Regions from separate parts of the Mus musculus genome. Here region 1 is linked to region 2. The links are chromatin contacts, called in public Micro-C maps. All regions are on one chromosome and are shown on one strand. Each heading gives the region's core, a stretch centred on a gene start, on an enhancer-like site or on the middle of the called end of the contact. The rest is flanking DNA. Distances are from core to core; before and after follow the strand shown. Region 1 overlaps Pptc7 (PTC7 protein phosphatase homolog). Region 2 holds the start of Hvcn1 (hydrogen voltage-gated channel 1).

What was found. A called contact is a pair of places that touch in the nucleus more often than the background predicts.
Region 1: a Micro-C map of B cells shows a contact between it and region 2, with 4 times the contacts expected there. The contact joins the enhancer-like site here to the promoter of Hvcn1 in region 2. A contact is called at or near these places in 1 of 39 promoter capture datasets (maxillary cranial neural crest), 4 of 484 Hi-C or Micro-C datasets (B cells, CD4 T cells and nephron progenitors), 5 of 115 datasets of contacts at active chromatin or transcription factors (double positive thymocytes, effector CD8 T cells, embryonic stem cells and 1 more) and 4 of 9 other capture datasets (adipose tissue, embryonic stem cells, liver and 1 more).

What each region holds. Positions count from the first base shown.
Region 1 is chr5:122,317,019-122,320,388 of GRCm38.p6, reverse strand. Pptc7 (PTC7 protein phosphatase homolog) reads right to left here. Exons shown (of 6, transcript NM_177242.4): 4 at 3,155-3,278; 5 at 546-675. Among named protein-coding and RNA genes, the nearest start is that of Pptc7, 34 kb to the right of the region's middle. Within about 2 kb of position 2,093, at least 92 of the 459 cell types and tissues checked have an H3K27ac peak or open chromatin away from gene starts, as enhancers often do. A contact at or near this core is called in B cells, adipose tissue, double positive thymocytes and 2 more, where this site is marked.
Region 2 is chr5:122,208,297-122,211,746 of GRCm38.p6, reverse strand. It overlaps Hvcn1 (hydrogen voltage-gated channel 1), which reads right to left and starts at 2,018. Exons shown (of 8, transcript NM_001042489.2): 1 at 1,826-2,018; 2 at 1,355-1,405.

The DNA.
Region 1 (3,370 bases), core at 844-3,343, 110 kb before region 2:
AAGTGCAGGACGGCTACAGCCCAGCACTCACATACCGCACTGGCCTAATTTGGACAAACATGTCCAGTGTTTGGAAACTCAGAATAGCCTGTATTCTAATCTGCCAAGAAGCTATGGCATGTGCTTTCCTCTGTTTTAACATTTCCTCAGCCCAGATGTGCTCAGCATGTCATAATATTACCCTAGCAAACGCTGGGCAGCCCTAGACAGTTCTGATGCCAATGTCATCCAGCCAGGACGGGCCTGATCCCCCAGTCACACCAGGAAGTAGACCAATGGCAGGGTCGTACAACTTCCCTCTGCAGACTGCTGCAGCAGTTTGGACTCAGCCACTCAGGAGGCAGAACTTAGCTGCTGGGGATGTGGCCCTGGGTAAGCAGGGCACTGTGGAGTAAAGGGCTTCAGGTTCCATGCTCTCTCAGGCAGTCAAGGTCGGTTCTGAAGGGCGGCTCAGGAAAAATGAGCCGCCACCCTCCGACCTTGCTAAGAGGACACACACCTACACATTTTCACCCAGAACTCAGAACCTTCCAGAGAATGCTTACCTCTCACATTTAATCCATTGTCACATGCAAACTGTGCAAAAGGTGACATATAATTTGGGTCATAGGCCAGCTCATGCGCTTGCTCAGCAATGCTTCTTGCAGTCCGCTGTATACTCTCATAATTTGAATTCTAAAATGAAGGATGGAGTTATTTTTACCACGGTGCCTCATGTGAGCTCTGCATAAGAACACTTGATGCAGGCAGCACTGTAGGCAGCTGCCACGCACACTCCAGTAAAAGTCTGCTTGACAGGCTGAGAAGCCTGGAAGCACTTGAGGAAAAGAGTTTCACGGAAACTCACCTCCTGGAGCTTTGGCGTTCTCATTAACCCATATACATACCCTATTCCCACGTTAGTCTGGTGTATGGATCCCTGCGCTCTCTTTTAGCATTATATTATTTTAAGTGCCTTTTAAGATTGAATTCTGACGTAACCAGAGCCTTCGCCAGTGTTCCAAGGTCCCAGAAGCAACTGAGCTTGGAATCCGGCAGGAATGCAGTAAGGAAGTTACCTATTCAGTAACTAAGCATTACAAAAAACGGAGCCAGCAGCTCAGAGCTGGTCTGCAAAGTATTTACTAAGGACAATAACAAATCTCACCCAAACAAGGGAATACCATAATAGAGCTAGGGAATCCCACTGAGACTTAGATCTTCCCTACAGCCAGGTATAGCAAGCTTCATATTAGAAGCAAGTTGGTAAATTCTTCTAAAGACCCAGGAAATAGGGGGATTGTGGTATTGCAGTATTCATGAGAAGGCCTGCTAGTGCAGAACCCCTGGTGGTGGGCTTAACAATAGACTAGCTTTACACCTGGCTCCCTTCATAGTGGCAGCAGCCTGGTCCCCGCCTTCTTTTGATGTATACATTCCTTTTGTATTTCATCACTGTAACTTGGTGGATCGTATTTTGCCTGGTTTCTTGTTATTCTTCGGTATAAAAAGTTTGATGCTCAACATGACAAAATACATTCAGATTCTACACAATCTCACGTGTTGGTCTGTCTGTCACCCGCCAACTCCTTGCCCATCTGCACCCAGAGACCCGCTCCACGCAGACAAAGGGACCCAGATGGTCTGCGGCAGGCAGCACACTCACCTGAACACTCCCCCAGCACTTAGGTTTATCCAGTGAGAAAAGACATGGAGACAGCACTACGGGGACCAAGCCCGTCAGATCAAGGCCCTGCCTGAACCTTTGGTTGAAATGGCTCCACATTTTTAATTAAGATTTTCATTTTTGGTCTTCCATTTGAAATTTTTGAGGTATTCTTGCTAAAATGGGATGGTCTGAAAAGGTGGGTTTGGGCCACATTTTCATGGTGCCTCAGAAGTCCCCATGTTTGGGAAAACACCTAGCTAGCCATATTAGCTTTTTTCAAGTAAGAGGTGCTCTGGTGCTGGCTATGCTGAGACTGGCCTGCAGGCTTTGTATGCCATAGCAGACTCTTGCTTTGCTGTGCGTTCTCTGACCATGCCCTGTCCTAGCTACTTCCACTTCCTCATCTATAAAATGGGCGCTGGAGGACAAGCCTCTGCTCAGCCCTGCCATCAAAGGTTCTACATCTTTCAACCAGCAGAGGGCTAGGACAGCTGGAGGCATGGCTCCAGAGATCAACAGTACTGGTGTCCTTGCAGAGGACCCAGGTTTGGTTCCTAGCATCCACAAGACTGTTCACGTCAGTTCCAGGGGATCCAACACTCTCTTCTTGCCTCCATAGGCAACACTCATACACATAATATTTTTAAAAAGCAAAGTTCATAAAGAAAATGAAAAGCCAACAGGTCTGTGCGTCTAGGCCGCCTCCTCACAGGGGCCTTCCCTAGCCAATCTAAGATAGGAGTCCCCTTTATTTCTAACCCTGCTCACTTGCCAGCAGCCTATATTGTGTATCTATCTCCTCCCCAGCCGTTCTCCTCTGCACTGGAAGCCCCGGAGGGTGGGCCGAGTGCTTCCTGCTGACGGCTGTCAGCACACAGTGCCCCAGTACAAGCGACCACCACAGGGCAGGCACGGTGCTAGGACTTCCTCCCCATGGTGTTGGTTACTCTTCCCTGCCACCCTGAAGGGGAAGACTTTTTCTTCTTCCCAGTTCACAGGCAAGGAGGCACTGCTTGGACAGTAGAAGAAACACCCCAAGCCAGAATGGCAAGGTGCCAGAGAAGAAGGCCAGGTCTGCCAGCCAGAACTTTCTCTGGGCTAAGAGAATCTGGAAAGCCCAGCTTCTGGTCCTGCCACCTTTTGTGGTAGAGGCCAAACTCTCCCTCAGTGATAGCTCTAGTCAACACCCACACTCCTTGCTGCCTGGTCTCACTTCTGACCTCCCAGCCTCAGCAACCGCAGGGTGTGTGGTGACAGGAAAAGGAGAGAGGCATAAGCAGGTGCATAAGATACGAGGAAACAAAGCAACTTCCGACTCCCCTGGACCACCCTATGAGGAAGGCTGAGCCAAGGGCTCCCCCAGTTCTCCTCTAATGTTCCCAATTGTAATCGCCTGGGATAGTATACCCATCATTTTGTGAAGTTCAAAAAACAGTCTTTTCCAAACCAACATAGGGACAGGGCACTGGGCAGAGCGGCAGCTCCCAGGGCCTCCAGGCTCCTTACCTTCAGTTTTTTCAGCTCCTGGAGGATCATGTAATCAGGCATGTTGTCAAAGAGCCCATCTGTTGCTGTCAGGATGATATCTCCTAACTGGACATCGAAAGATGTGCTATCAGCAGCGTCTGGGCTGTGGCAAGGACAGAGGAGGAACAGCAAGGTGAAGGAAGCCCTGCAGGTATGTGCCAAAGGCCCTGCTACCTGCATTTTACAATGTCAGGA
Region 2 (3,450 bases), core at 769-3,268:
AGAAAGAGAAGGACGAGGAGGAAAGAGGAGGAAGAAGGAGAGAAGGAAGAGGAAGAAGAGAAGAAGAAGGAGGAGGAGGAGAAGAAATAATAATAATAGTTTGGGGAGGTCTAGCAGGGCTCTCAGCTTGTGTGAAATGCTGTAGTGCTCAGGGTCAAGTCATAGCAGGGGGGCTGGAGAGATGGCTCAGAGGTCTAAGAGCACTGACTGCTCTTCCAGAGGTCCTGAGTTCAATTCCCAGCAACCCTACGGTGGCTCACAACCATCTGTAATGGGATCTGATGCCCTGTTCTGCCATGCAGGTATACACAGAGCACTCATATACATAAAATAAATACATCTTTAAAAAATGAAAAGTTATAGCAGGGACATGATGGGGAGGGCCAAAGAGGATGGAGGTCTGGACTTGGGTGTAGTCATGGTGACACAGCATCCAGACTGGAGATCTGTGTAGGCCAGAACTTGTGACTGGCCTAGATGGAGTGGGAGTTGGGAAAGAAGGATGGAGGCATGCGCTACAGGCGGGAAAGCCTGGACAAGAAGTCCGGGCTTCTTCCTTCTTGCAAAACATGGCCACGGGAAGGTTGTGGGCTGCCCAGCAGCTCTGGAATTGGGTAAGACCTAGCCTAGAGATTTTCAAAACCCTGCCTTGACCAGCCTTGCTGCCAGGGGAGTCTTGGAGGCAGAAGTTGCCATCCTCAACCACGGCCTTTCTCAAGAAACCTCAAGCTGCTGGTGGGCAGTCAGGAAACACTGCAAAGCTCAGAGCGTCCCCGCCAACCTGAGATGAAATGCCCAGTAGGCAGAAATGCCTTCAGAGGGGCAAGGTTGAGCAGAGAGGAACGCAGCTCCCAAGGATCCCGTGCTAGGTTTGGGGGTGGGAGTGGGGATTGCTAGGCTTCTCCCCATCACCTCAGCATTCCTGGGAGGTAGGTGCCATTCTGAATGCCATAGGGCAGAGAAGGATACAGAGACACAGAGGCAGTGTCCCACCTCTAAGGCATGTAGAATCAGGTACTCGCAGGCAGTAGGTGCTGGGTAAGTGGTGGGGGCTTCAGAAGAGCAGAAATGCACGCTGTTGCTGTTGCTTCTCGGTCTTACAGTATAACCAGGCCCCAACCCACCCACCCACCATTCTTGTTCCTTGGCACTCCTGAACCCAACAGATAGGGCTTCGAATCATTTCAAGAAGGCTCCACTAAATTGGGTTTCTTCTTGCTAGGGTGCACCAGTGTGCTGACTCCTTGGGGGTCTGCTCTTGTGGTGCTAGCTGTATCTCCTTCCCTCCTGCTGTCTCCCTGGGGTGGCTGTAGGGCTCTGGGATGGAAAACAGGGCTTAGGGCTTCACACTCACCTGCTGGTAGTTTGCAGCACTCCTTTGCAGTGGCTGGCTGGCTCTCTCCACCTGTGTGAGGGGGACAGGGTTACTTCTCCACAAGTCACAAGATGCTGGGTGTGGCAGAGTCATGGCTGTGGATCCAGGTTAACACCCACCAGGAGAGGATGCGCCTGTCAATGCTCAATTCCCCGGGGAGGAGAGCGGGGTGGGCAGTCACAGTTCAAGAAGCAGCCAGGGCCTTGGTCACCCCACGGTGCCCCCTGGCCTAGTCCTCCACTCCCCGCCAGCCAAAATGGACAAAAGAGCAGCAGGGAATCACGAGGATGGAGGGTGGCCAGGGCTTCCTTCCTCCCTCCCGGGCCCCGCGGCTGGCGGGTGTGCAGAGCAGGGAGAAGATCGCAGCTGCCCTCAGCTCGAGATACAACTAAGGTTGGAAGGAAGAGGGGGGCGCCCTGACCTCCCCACCCCAAGCCTCATCCTCGTTACCTGGCAGCAGTCTGCTTAGCTCTGTTCTCATCCCAGGGTAGAGACTCAGGCACACCCCAGCTCTGAAGAGCCCAGGGGGAGGGCCCTTGCCTTTGGGGGTGTGGTGTGGCGGGAGTTTCCAGAGCTGCTCGAACTTATTGCTGCTGCAAACTCAAAGGCCTACGGAGGCACTAGTGTGCTGAGAGGCACTAACTTGAAGCGGCTATCAAATGACAAAGACCCCGGGAGTATGCACAGGGCTGGAACTCTCTTCCGGCTAATCCCACCCCACCCCCACTCAAACGCCTCATCCAAGGACCTCCTCCTCCCTCTCTCTTCCAAAGCTCCTGTGTTTACTGGAGGAGATGAACTCCCTAGCTGAATTCAGGGGGCCAACTGATGCAAGAGCAGGTTAAAGAGAAACTTTTTACCTGCTAATGGAGACAGTCCCAAGAAAGTAAGGGCAAAAGAAATGTATCATAAGCTGGTGGGGGAATGACTGAACCCACTCTCTCTGGGCTGGGAAGGAAAATTCAGGAGAGTCACTAAGAGACAGTGTGTGTGTGTGTGTGTGTGTGTGTGTGTGTGTGTGTGTGGAGGGGAAGGAGTGGGCTTCCTAGCACACCTATTCAGACCCACTGCAGCCCAAAAGCCCCGGGTCCGTGTAATGGAACCCAAACTTTAGCTTCTTCAGAACCCCAGCCCTTCATGGCTGCTGTGTGTGAAACTCTAAAAGCCAGTTTCCTTAGAGTTCAGTGACTTCAGCTTCAATTCTGGCCTAATTCAGCCGGTTATCCGCAACACTTGTTTCCTTGTAACCACCTGCAGGTGTGGGCTAGCCTCCCTTCCAGATGCTTAGTGCACAGCCCCCTTCGAGCTTAAGGCTGCATCTCCACGGGTGCTGCAATACTGTGTGGCACTGCACAGGAACATTATCTGCCTCCCATTGGTCTCTGATCCACTGGCTTCTACCAGCTCCCCTGTCCTCCATGCTGGTGGCAAGCTAGGTTGGATGGTGGCAGGACTCCTCAGAAATGTTGTGATATAACAGCCTCCTGAAAGTTCCTAAGGTATGGCCTGCTCCATCCTGAACTTCAGCCTTCTTGTGTTTCATCCAAAACTTATCTCTCAGGGCTGGAGAGATGCCTCAACGATTTGAGCACTTGTTGCTCTGCCCGAAGAGCCAAGTTTGGTTCCCAGCACCCACATGGTGGCTGACAACCAGGCATCTGATGGCCTCTTCTGGCCTCCACAGACAGTTGCATGCATGCAGTGCACAGGCACACGGAAAAAAATCAAAACTCTCCTACTTCGGGGTCAGCTAGACAGGGTGAGACAGTTCCTCCTCATGTCTGTAGGGTGAGGAAGGCCAGGGAGAAGGAACAGGAGTCCCTCCATCTAATGAACCACCTCAAAGCTGTGGGCTGACATCAGCAATACATCCTGCCATGAGTTACAAACAGTATAAGACAAGATATGGCTTCAGCTACCAAGACCCAAGCTCTGGACTCTCTGGCTGACTCCCTGTTGTGTGTACCTGTCCCTTTTAGCTTTCAACTTGACACAGCCTAGAATCACTTGGGAAGAGGGTCTCAATGAAGGACCGGCTACATTGGGTTGACCTGTGGGGATTGTCTTAAGACCCA